Regions from separate parts of the Arachis hypogaea genome. Here regions 1 and 3 are each linked to region 2. A link is a contact called in public Hi-C data. All regions are on one chromosome and are shown on one strand. Each heading gives the region's core, a stretch centred on a gene start, on an enhancer-like site or on the middle of the called end of the contact. The rest is flanking DNA. Distances are from core to core; before and after follow the strand shown. Region 1 holds the start of LOC112702125 (hydroxymethylglutaryl-CoA lyase, mitochondrial). Region 2 has its middle 7.1 kb from the start of LOC112702123. Region 3 holds the start of LOC112702122 (heat stress transcription factor B-4b).

What was found. Hi-C and Micro-C count contacts between places; a contact is called where the count stands out from the background.
Region 1: a Hi-C map of leaf shows a contact between it and region 2, with 1.7 times the contacts expected there. The contact joins the promoter of LOC112702125 here to the enhancer-like site in region 2. A contact is called at or near these places in 2 of 8 Hi-C or Micro-C datasets (both in leaf).
Region 3: a contact with region 2 is called in a Hi-C map of leaf, with 2.2 times the contacts expected there. The contact joins the promoter of LOC112702122 here to the enhancer-like site in region 2. A contact is called at or near these places in 2 of 8 Hi-C or Micro-C datasets (both in leaf).

Annotation. Positions count from the first base shown.
Region 1 is chr7:4,758,724-4,763,301 of arahy.Tifrunner.gnm2.J5K5, reverse strand. LOC112702125 (hydroxymethylglutaryl-CoA lyase, mitochondrial) reads left to right here and starts at 1,521. Exons shown (of 9, transcript XM_025753043.3): 1 at 1,521-1,832; 2 at 2,722-2,903; 3 at 3,019-3,220; 4 at 3,400-3,579; 5 at 3,840-3,920; 6 at 4,004-4,167; 7 at 4,281-4,417. The coding sequence starts at 2,737.
Region 2 is chr7:4,716,689-4,720,641 of arahy.Tifrunner.gnm2.J5K5, reverse strand. No RefSeq gene overlaps it. Among protein-coding and RNA genes, the nearest start is that of LOC112702123, 7.1 kb to the right of the region's middle. Within about 2 kb of position 1,806, at least 2 of the 3 cell types and tissues checked have open chromatin away from gene starts, as enhancers often do.
Region 3 is chr7:4,670,510-4,675,091 of arahy.Tifrunner.gnm2.J5K5, reverse strand. LOC112702122 (heat stress transcription factor B-4b) reads right to left here and starts at 2,546. Exons shown (of 2, transcript XM_025753040.3): 1 at 2,084-2,546; 2 at 1,065-1,861. The coding sequence starts at 2,413. The coding sequence ends at 1,199.

The DNA of each region.
Region 1 (4,578 bases), core at 272-2,771, 43 kb before region 2:
TCTAACATCAAATTTTAAATAATCAATAATGACACAACAAGTCTCAACAATATCTTAAAAAGCAAATAATAACATAACAATAGAAATAAAATTATAGGTTAATTAAAATAAATAAATAAATAATATTTTAAACATAAAATGATAAAATATTTATTAAATAATAATAATATATAAATAATATAAAAATATATAACAAATTGAACATGTTATAAGTATAATTATAAATATAATAATAAAATAATAATATTATAGCACATTGTGTGGTTTGGATTGGATTGATTATAAAAAATAGATGCAAAATCTAATTCAATTCAACTGTTTACAAAAAATAGAATCCAATCAAATCCGAATTAGTACAATTTTAATCAATTTTCTGTTTAAATTAAATTGAATGAACGTTTAACTTGAATAGGTTTAAATTTGAATACCCTAATCGTAATCTTGTTCTTACCATAAAAAAAGGGTTTTGTTAATTAATTGTTACTGAAGGAGTGGAATATGTTTAAACAAAACTAGAAAAGTTTATAAACTATTTAATTTACGTTTATATATCTATGTTAATAACTATTTTGAATCAATATAAAAAATTAATTTTTAAATAGTCAATATTAATTAATTTTTTACTATGAAATTATTTTTTAATCCTCAAAGATTTAGAGTTAAGATTAGAATTTAAGATTTAAAATTTAGAATAAAAATAATTTAAAAAAATCACTAATATTAACTATAAAGAATTAACTCCCTACTTAAGCTCAAAAAATTTATATACAACTCATGACAAAAGAAAAAAAAAGAAAAACAAACATACACGCAAAAGAGATAGAAATAAGTGTTATCCGCCACAATTAAACAAATAAATTCTTCCCAAATAATAATAATAATATAAAAATAATGATTGAACAATTGGCTTGTGTTCTTAGGCCTTTATTGCATATGTCTTATTTTGGTTAAGTTGGTGGTTGAGAAGAACTCTTACCAATCACCGACCAATAGAAAACCATCTATTGGTTGCGGAAATCGAGTGAAAACATGCCACATAAATATCACATACTTAAGACAAAAATAAATAAATGAACCAAATATTATATTTCATTTAATTTTATTGTGTGAGTTCTTAAGCCCTCAAGAAATTAATACTTTCGATTCTTTTGCAAAATGCAAATATTTGAGTAACCAATTTTTTTTTTTGGGAGGGGTTTAATTTAAGAATTTAAATATTTGATTATATTCTTTTTAAATATTTTATGTTAGAATATATTTAGGATATTATATATTAAAATAATATCTAAATATATATCTTGTATTAATTTTATGTTTATTTAATTTGATATTAAATTGATTTTGTTATTATAATTAAATTTATAAATAGACACTCTTGATTGTATAACAATATATAAAATGATATTTAAATACCAAATTTATTTTTGAAATATTATTATTAATTTTTAAATTTTGTATAAAACAGTTATTTCAATATTTATTGTATTTTATATATTAAGATCACAATCACACTTCAAGCCAAATTAAAAAAGGAAAGAAAACAAATTGTTTGGTCGGCTAACTAAAAAATCAAAGATCCAAAATTGTGGAGGGGAAAATTTATTTTTTCTTAAAAAAAAAATTAATATAAAATTTCTTTTTTTTTTTTTTAAATTAGATATTGTGTGTAGCAGAAAGAAGAGGGAAAGAAAAGAAGCGTAGAGAGAAAAAGAAAACGCCAACAACCAACTGATTCCTAATTCCACCTACTTCTATTTCACCCCCAATTTCTAGGGTTTCCTTTCTCTTCTTCAATTCCCGCGATTTCTTTCTCTTTCTTCCCTTCATTCCAGGTCCGTCTGCTTCTTCCGATTCTCAATTTCGTTTGCTCGTCTTCAATTAACCCGATTTCGCATATTCATATTTTAAACAGTTCGCTTTTTCCCTCCTTTTTTTTGTGGTTTCGTTGATTATGACTGGTTCCCTAAATTTCTTTTATATGTTGAATTAATTACTTCTGATTTGAGCTTATGTTTCAACCTTTAACTGTGAGATTTGCGTTTTTTTTTAAATAAAAAGAATAAAAGTTTTTGCTGGTTGCTAACTTGGTATTGCTATCACAGTTGGAGTCAATTGTGATCACATGCAATTTTGGAAATCCCCCTAATAAAGCATGATAATTTAGCAGACAATGCTGTTTATTTGTTGAAATTTTATTGATATTGATCTTATAAAATGGGGAATGAAGAATTCACTTTAATATATGCTTAGTACAACACAAATTTGAGGAAGTTGTGAGTGGAAGAATGTGATTCATTTACATTCCACACCACAATTTTTTGGTCGTTACTAAGTATGAAAGTGAGTTGAAAGTGATTTTCTTGCCTTTGAAGATTGAAAATTTAAACCTTTTATATTCTGAGTTCGTTTTCAATTGTCTCCTCATGTTCCACCTGTTCAAGTAATACAGAGCCGAGTTTAATTACAGCTCATAATGTTTCTGTTTCCTCTCGCGGAGTTTTAATTTGCATTACAAGCTATTTCATTACTTTGTATATGATATATAGGGGCAATGAATTTAACTAAAAAATTTAACTGATTGCAAAGGAGAATGTTAAATCAGAACTGTATATCTTTGTGTGAGGATAAATAGACACATAATTTGTAGATGAAATTTTGCATATACTTATAATGTTATTGGATATCCTTGCTTACACTGTATCTTTTGCCAATTTCCTTCAGTTCATCCACTTCAACATGTCGAGCTTGGAGGAACCGCTTGGTCTTGACAAGTTGCCGAGCATGAATACCATTGATAGGATTCAGAGGTTCTCATCTGGTGCTTGCCGTCCTAGAGAAGATAACTTTGGTATGGGAATCTGCTTTATTGAAGGACGAAGTTGCAGCACATCTAACAGCTGCGAGTGAGTCAAATGTTTCAATTTAAGTTTAGAAACTTAATTGGATTCTAGTCCATGGTATTATTTAGTCATCTCTATACTGTATCCATAACATTAACCCCATCGTATCTTGTTGCAGTGAAGACAATGAAGAGTATACAGCGGAGACTTACCCATGGAAAAGGCACACAAGAGACATTGCTCAATGTCGCACCTTCAGTCAAAAGACTACGACCAAAGGGAGAAACTCAATGAAGTTTGGAATGATTGATGATTCTTTATCTGATTTCCACTCTAGTCCAAGGGGGAATAGCAAAGACATACCACATTCAACACATAAGGTAATTCAACGGCTGCAGTATTTTTGTAGTTATTTTACTGCTACTAAGGTTGGTTTATAGACATTAGCACTTTACATTTTGATTTATGTATAGATTGTAAACTTTGTGATTTGTATATTTCCATATTTTCCTGACTTGATAATTGGAATATTAAAAATTTTCAAAATGGCATAACGCAGTTTCTGGGTAGCATACCGAGTTATGTGAAGATAGTTGAAGTTGGTCCAAGGGATGGATTACAGAATGAGAAGAACACTGTACCAACGGCTGTAAAGATTGAATTGATTCATAGACTAGCTTCTTGCGGGTTGTCTGTTATTGAGGCTACAAGTTTTGTATCTCCCAAATGGGTACCACAGGTGAAGTAGATTTACTGTTGTTATTGTAACCTGATATTGATGCTTTTAATCGTGATTGTGGTGGTTGATTTTCTCCAGTGTTCACTTATCTGAAGCATCGAATGGTTATTGATACAATATTTTTGAATCACTTACATATAAAATTACAATCCAACCATTTCATTCTGAATTACTTCTATAGATATTATCCTTCCTTTTCTCTCGATCTGTTTTTTAAATCCCTTTTTTTTTCTTGGTCTTTTTTTTTTTTTGTCTTGCAGTTGGCTGATGCAAAGGACGTGATGCAAGGGGTTCATGGCTTGGAAGGCATCAGATTGCCAGTTCTGACTCCTAATTTAAGGGTATGTATTTCTAAAAAAGACATAAAAAATAGGAATATTCATTGAAGATTCACATTCATATTTCTTACTTATCATATTTATAGGGCTTTGACGCTGCTATAGCAGCTGGTGCAAGAGAAGTAGCTGTTTTTGCATCAGCATCTGAATCATTTTCAAAATCAAACATTAACTGTAATATTGAAGAGAGTCTTGTTCGTTACCGGGCTGTTACCCGTGCTGCTAAAGAACTATCGATTCCTGTTCGAGGGTATGTCTCTTATTTTCTTTATTTATCCATAAAAATCACTTAAAAAAATTACAATTCTGTTTGGGTTCTGCCTATTCTGAATTCTAATGGTTTTCTGTGTTGAACAATCATAGATATGTATCTTGTGTTATCGGATGCCCAGTGGAAGGACCAATCCCTCCCTCAAAAGTGGCATATGTTGCTAAAGAACTATATGATATGGGCTGCTTTGAGATCTCCCTTGGTGACACAATTGGTGTCGGCACACCAGGTAAAAAGTTAGATGGATTTTTGTTATCTTTAAAATTTAAACATTTCCTTAGCAGCAATTTTCTTTTGTTTCAATAATAAACTAGATTCTGTCTCCTTTTAGAGTATCTTGTTAAGTAAGACCTTGATAAGAAAAAAATATTCATCTCTTGGCTTACTTAG
Region 2 (3,953 bases), core at 557-3,056:
ATTAAAATATGAACTTTTTTTTTATGTGATAAATGAATATAAAAATAGATAATACTCTCAGCACCATAAATAACTTTGAATTACATTACATTAATACTTAGCCAAGACATATATACACTACAATAATATTAGAAAAACAAAAAAAAATATTTAATATTTATTAATTATTACCAAATATTTTTCAATACCCTACTCATCCCTGCAACATGATTCAAACAATTACTTAGATCTTTCTCTTGCTTCAAAATTTTCTATATAATATTCTATTTGGGGCAGGGGATTTTATTTTATTTCTGGTTATTGAACGGCCTAAATAGTAAATTTCCAAGAAAGCAAGAAGATATATAACTGGGCATAAAAGGCCCAATCCTTCCTAATAATAATAGTTTTGCACTTTTGCTTCTTTAGGCCATGGTAGCTTTGTTTGTGCCTAGAGTTTTCATTTGACGGAAATAATTTTAAAAGAAGGAAAAGAGAAAGAATATACAAATCAATTTAAATTGGTTAAGTTATTAATTTACTTATTCATCTAAAGAAGTGTTAGATATTTAAATTTACTTTTTGTATGTAGTAACAACCTATGAATCAGTGACAGATGTTTAAATAAAACTCACATTTGTGATATTACAGAAAAAAAATAATATGCAATTTGGTTATGTAATTGTATAATGTTACCATTTTCTTTTTTTTTTTCTTTTTTGGCATGAACCGGTCTGAATCTTGACTTATAAAGACCTAAATTGGCCTCTTAGTTGAAGCTCTAGAAATAATCCTATGTAATTGCATTCTCTTTTTGGGGTCTTGCCTCTTAGTCAATTGGTTGGCATTTGGGCAATTCAAAAGGAAATTGCACCTATGTCCACATTATTATATATGAAATGAAATATACCATATTTATCCCTATTCAAGTGTCTCTTTACTCTCCTATATATGTCCCTAATAAATTTCTTTTAGAATTTAACTAATATGTATTTTAAAAATACATATAAAAAGTTATCAATTAATTTTTTTTTATAGAAAAAGATATAAATTAAAATTTAATTTTTAATATATTTATTGTATATTTATTAAAATAAAAAATTTAAAAATATATATTAATAATAACCTCAATATCTATTTTATACGAAATTCTTATTTTAATAATTATGATATGTATATACAAAAAATTAACAATTAAATGAGTTATTTATATAAAATATATATTAAAAATATATAAAATAGTACATATTTATATACAAATATATAATAATAATTTTAATTTTAGTGTATATATAGAGTATTTTTATTTTTTTTTAATTTTAATGAAATTTTCCCTATCTATTTATTACAGATAATTCGACTCGATAGGATAGAAACTTCGTAAAGGAAGTAAGAGTTTTTTCTATTGAGAATTTGCTCACTCTCAAATTTAAATCTAAAACTTTTTGTTAAGAAACAAAAAAAACACTTATTAAATTGACTGATCCGATATTTATTATTTATGGTCTTGAGTAATAACACATTCCTAATTTTTGCCAACAAACTATAACTCACATAACATAATCTTCTCATATTCACTTAAAAGTCTTGACTTCGAGTCCCACTTCTAACTTAAAAAAAAAAATTCCAATTCCCTGAAATTTAGGCTTATTCAATAGTCAAACCTCCTAAGCAGGGTCAAAGGGCAATAATAAGACCGAATATATTTATTTTATCTTAATAGGGATTGTGGACAATTTGGTAATTTCACGGATTAGGAGGAAGCTTTGACAAAGTGGTGTGGTGACCCACCAAATGCATCATAGGTTTGTTAAACCGTATTATTAGGGACATAGTTTTCTCCGTGACCTTAAGTATATGCTTCACAAATCACAAGTAATACCAATATTAAGAAATCATAGCTACACAACAAAACACAATTAGGGTAAAACATTACAAGGTTGCTTAGCATAAACAATAGCTTAGGCCAAAATATACATAAAAAAGGGACATAACAACAGAAAAAAAAAATATATTCAAAATCAATAGATTTAATAAGTTTAATTTTAATACACTAATAGAATAAATTTTTTTATATAATCGTCTAATCACATCCGTTTTTCTTAGATGATCATTCACATAGCTTTGGAGATAATATTGGTGATGACAACAAAGCTACTCATAAAATGATATATAAAGTAATAAAATAAAATAAAAATCCCTTTATTTAAGGAACAAAAATGCTAGCACTTACAAGGCTATAGGCTATATAATATTACTCTTTTGAATGTTTGAATACCATAGTCTTTGTATTTTTGTATATATCATAATCCATTAACACAAGATCTTGTGTCTTGTGTCAAGTTTGAAAGATGATTGATCTCTCATTTTCTGATGAATTTGGATACATGACAGCACCAACTAGTGTTGCAAGTAGCTGCAACAATGAGAAATTCTTCTATAGTGCACCAACTAGTCCTAGCAGAAGGATCATCAAGCTAGGTGCAAATTCTTGCTGCCAAACAAGTCACACATCACCAAGAACAATTCAAGATGAGGATGATGGAAGGTACTCCAATCTGGATGAGTTTGAATTCGAGACGAGTCGCAGGTTTACCGGTTACTTGGACACCAAGAAATCCCAAAAAGATGATGATTTTGATGGTGATTCATTGCAAACCATGGCATTTGCTGATGAGTTATTCAATGATGGTAAGGTTTTGCCATTGGAGCCGCCGCCACCTCTTAAACTTCCTCCGAGGCTGATTCAGAACAATGGAGATTGTGGCAGTGTGGTGATGAGTGCACAAAGTTCAACTCTTACTTCACCAAAATCCCCTGCTTTGGTGCTAAGGCTACTACCTTTTTCGCGACATAGTTTGTGGAACGATGAATTTGATCCGTTCGTGGCAGCTTTGGAGAAGGTCAAGGATGATAAGAGAGGGAACTCGAATTCAAAGGCGAAGAATGGTCTTAGAAGGACTAGATCACTTTCTCCATTCAGGGGATTCAACCATAGGTCTGAAAAACATGTAGGAATATCCAAGACAAAGATACAAGTATCCGAATCGCATTGTTGTGAGCTTCAAAAGGAGCCATTACTATTGATGAAGCAAGAATCAAGGAGGGTTGATATGATATCAGTTGAAGAGAGCAATGATGCAGCCTTTGAGACAAAGGAAGATGAGAGAAAGAGAAGTGGATTTTGGAGAAGGAAAAAGAAGAACAAGAAAGAAAACAGCATAGTGAAGCTTCTCTTTGGGAATGGTTATATGAGGAAATCAAGTGATAAACACAAGTTAGAAGGTCAAAAGGAATCATTAGAGAAGCCAGAATTCATGATGAGGAAGCTTGATGCTGATTCTGTCAGTTCATCACAATCAACAGAGAGGGATAAAGATGAAACAAGAAGTGACATGAGCAAAATGAGCTTGGTATGTCACAAGCCTAGAGGATCAAAACTTTTTCTTTGTTTAGGCCATGGAGGGTATGTCAAGTGATTGAGTCATCAAAGTCATGGTATTTTTCTTTTTCTCTTTTTTTTTGTTTTTGTTTTTAGGAGTTTGTGAAGGAGAAAATTAAAACAACGAAACAAATAAAATTATGTCATGAAAATGAAAAAGATATTGAAAATGAAAACAAAGATCATATGATATCTTCTTGTTGGAAACCTATGATGACAATGTTTTTCAGGAACTGATCTGTATAAGTATCTATGTACTATGAGTTATATCTACATTCAAATTCAATGTAAAATTAGGTTCACTACCGAAATAGTTCAAAATGCTAAATTAGATTTGACCATAGTTAGTTCTCTATTATAACTTCACATCACATACTGAATTCTCTTTAAAAGAATACTTTAGTTAATCACAAAAAGCAACAAATTGTGTACCAAATAAGAAACTCTTCAAAAATAAGAAACTCCTCAAAAATCAGTTCCAACATAGAGAAAGAGGTGGTATTCCCTAGGCACATAATATATTGTTATTGCA
Region 3 (4,582 bases), core at 1,297-3,796, 46 kb after region 2:
CAAGTGAATTTAATTTTTATTAGTTAATATAAATTTTTTGGGGGAGGGAGGTTTCAACCTATGCACATCGGAAAAATATAATTAAGATTTAATTATTTTATTTGTTTCTATAACTTTATTAAATTTTTATATTTTTTTAATTGAGTTTCGATATCATATCATATTTTGTAATTAACTTTTTATTGTGACAAAAATGTTATAATTAATAAAATATTTAATTAAATAAAATAAATATATTTAATATTTGATTGAATATTTTATTTTATTTAATAAAATATTCTGTTAATTTTAATATTTTTTGTTACAATAAAAATTTAATTACAAAATATGATATAGTATAGAGATTCAATTAAAAGAATATATAAAAACTTAATTAAAAATTTGGTGTAACTATAAAGTCGGACAAAATAATTAAACTGTAATTAAAAACAACATAAAAGAAAACATGGACGAGAAAAAAAAAGATAAGGACAAACAAACTTATATTGGTGTATATGTGAAAGGAATAATATAGTTTTTAATTTGATGTTTTCCTTTGAAGTCTCATTTTGTTACACCCTATTACCTAATTCATAATGTGGCAAACATAAAAGCCAAAAGTAATGTGGATTTTTTATATGTCATTTAAATATTTTATTTAATTTGATATGCTCATGGATGCAATCCCACGTGCAACTTTATGCATCTCACTGAATTTTAAGTGTATATACACATCCATATAATTTAATTTGGACCTGCATATTTTATTTTATTTTATTTTTGAACTATTTCTTTTGTTTATACTACACATGATTATATTATTATGTCAACAAAGAATAAAACAAATGGAACTTAAGAAGAAGAAGAAGATAACAACTAGATAATAAATTAACATGCTATATATTAGAATATTATGTTGTGCACATTTGAGAACATATCTTCTAATTAAAGTGGAAAGAAAAAAAAAAAAGAGGGTAAATTATTAAGAAGATAATAATTATTTCATAAATAACATGTCATATCAATTTTTTCAGCTAAATTACTTTATTTTAGACCAAAAAAAGAGAAATAAAATCCAAAAAATCTAGGAGAAGTGAATATATAATAATTGTAATAATATACATAAAAAGAGTCTCAAAAAAAAATTAACTGCATTAAGCAAGCTAATTAACAATTAATGATCATAAGAGTACACCCTAAACTAATTAATAATAAAGGATTAATCTTGTTGAAAAATATTATCTGGGTGTAATCTCTTTTTACCACTAAGAGGAACACCAAAGAGCTTCACTGAAGAAGAACTACAATTATTATTATTGAAATCATCATCATCATCATCATCATCATCAACATGATCGTCACTAATACTCATCATCATTCTACTCCCCTTTGGTGATGAATAATCCAACTCCACAAGCTTTGGAATAGTTGTTTGATTATGATGAAAGGGAGAAGAAGCAGGTTTGAGATGGTTTTGGATGAAGTATATGATATCATTGTAGAGATTCTTCATGTGAGTTAGTTCAGATAATAGCATCAAGTTCTTTCTCCTTAGCCTTTGATTATCCTCAGAAAGTGCTGCTAAGATATGATTATGTTGATGATGATCACTATTATTAGTGGCTCCTCCTAATGAAGAAGATGATGGTGATTTAGGAGAAGGTAGTAATAATGAAGTAGGAATAGAAGGAATAGTAGTAGGAGTTGTAGAAGAATCAATCCAACATAGAGCTTCATTATTATTCTCTTGATGATGATGATGATGATGGTGATGATGATGAGGGGTTTTTCTTCTATGGATTTCACATAGAAGATGTTTTGCTCCTTTTCTGAAATACTCATTTGCAAATTCCCATCTATCAGCAACTACCTTCTTGAATCCCTGCTTCAACAACACAAAATGATGCTTATTAATATATAAATAAAAAAAATTTCCGAATATTTCAAAAATACTAATATTTCAGTAATTTTAATCGTTAATTCAGTAATTAAAATATCAATTTTTTTCAGTGTTATTAAAATATCAGTATTTAATAATTTTAACTGTTAATCTCAATTATAAAATATATATCTAAAATAATTAAAATTACATCATGTGACATACATAGGTATTGAGTTGCCTAACAAAGCTGGAGAAGTTGTTGTGTTTGAAATAGTTGGGAAGAAGGTCTCTGGCAAACTCAGGAGGTCTCCAAACAACAAATGATGATGATGTGGAATGACCATCATGACCCCATGACACTATGTGGTCAGTCATAGGATCATCAACTAGTTGGTATGTCTTTGTCAGGAATGGTGCTGGCACTGATGATGATGATGATGGTAACTTCTTTTGTGATGATGAATCCATCATCATCATCATCTTCTTCATCTTATTCATGTTTTCCTCCTCTTCAATGTTACTACTCCTCCTCTCTTCTAGTGTGAATGCCATAACTAAGCTACTATATCAATAACACTTACTAATATTATTCTTCTTTTGATGATGATTATGATGATGCCTTCTTCTTCTTCTTCCTCTCTCTAACATACACTCACATTCACACTCACTGACACTGTCTATATAGTTTAATTATTTAAATGAACAATTTTCTCTCTCTCTCTCATACTAATTATGATTTTAGGGTAAGACTTTAATCTTGACTATCACTAAAAAAATACAAGAGACATATATATAATATATAATAGTTTAATTTCAGTAAACAGTGGAAAGCGTTTTATACAGTCGGACAATCACATATATTCTTTTAAATGACCATTCATGCGATTAATATGATGTTACCTAATTAAATGCCTGTATAAAACTACTTTATAGTGACAATGTATTAAAATTAAATTCAATATATAATATACAGTGAATTTTAAGAAAATTTTAGGGGGTTATAAAATTTTGACATTTTTTATATATTATTATTATTATTATTTTTATTTGATTATATTTTTTAAATTAAAAGATATGACCATAATGTTAATTATATTTTAATTTTTAAATATTATAAAAATTTTATACTTGCTATACCCACTATAATTATAACAACTGTATAATACATCATAATATAAACTAGTATATGTTAAGATTTAAAAGTAACAAATTTAATTTTTCATCATTTGTTTTTGCGTTTGTATATTATTACTATTCTTTGACGCACAAGCATAAATATATAGTAGACACAATTTTTTTATCTCATAAATGAAAAATTCTTATATTTAATGTATTTTCTAAAACTAAATTTCTATATATCTCTTTATTTCATTTTCTCTACTCTCTATATCCTTATATTTTTTAAAAATAAAATTCAAACACAACCTTATAAAGCTATTTTGTCTCTTCCAAAATAAAAAATAAGCATGTTATATTAGTCCTATTTTAAATGCATGTACTGTACAATAGCCGAAATAAATAATAATTTATCTGTAATAATCTTATTTTAATTGAAAATATACTAATAGTTTTACAACTTTTATGAGGTAGAGAACATACATAATGACAATATAATATGACTTTTATAACTACTTTTTGTTTCTCCCTCTTAATCTCATCTCAGTTCTTTACTAACTTTATGAAGCATGTATGACCATGTTCAGTAAAAACAAATTTTGAGTATTTCTAGAATAAGTTATAATAAAATCTCTTTTGATAAAATATATTTTTGGTTTCTAATATTTATGATTTTTTTTAAAAAATATTTTTAATATTTAGTGGTATTTAATTTTATCTCTAATATTTTTAATTTGTGTTAAAATTACTCTTATACATTAACTTTATGTAAAATGTTAAGGATAAAATTAAAAAAATTTAGGAATAGTTTTATTAATATAAATAAAAAATATTAAAAAAATTAAATGAATAAAAAATATTAAAAATAAATTAAGAATATTTTATAAAAAATAACAAACATTAAAAAAAATACTTTACCCTAAAATCCTACTAACTATTTATTAGCTGCAGAAATGGTGGGTAAGGCTGATGCCCCTTGAGAGATGAGCTCCTTTCTATTTTTTTTATTTGTACTTTTTTATTTTTCAGATCAATAAAACAATAGTAGGGAAAATATATATTTTTATATAGGATTCTCCAAATTTTCTTACTGTACAGCACCATTGGATGTAATCACCATTGTATGTTCATGTTCATTGGCAAAGTGGATGCATAACCAAAATAATTTCCATCTAAGTTGTTAGATTATGAAAAAATAAATAAAAACTAAAAGAGTATATGCATAATGATAAATCAGTAATTTTTTTAAAAAAAGTAAAAATTAATAATTAGATAAAAATTAAAGATTTCTCATGCCTTGTGCAATTTCCTAGGCTAATAATTAAGGTGAATGATATAGTATTTAAATTTGCATATTCCTGCAAAGACACACACTTTTTATATATGGAAATGGAACTGAAACTTGGAAGGTTGTGATAATCCTCCAAAAAGTACTTACTTTTATGTATATCCATTTGGCCCACTATATATTACCATTATTGTCAGATATTGTTCAATTTGTTGGTCCCTTCCTTTTTTACCTTTAGATCTAAAAAATATAATTTAATTCAAAAATATTTAGTAATTAAAATTTTTTGTTAAAATTAGTCAAATTTATTTTATTTA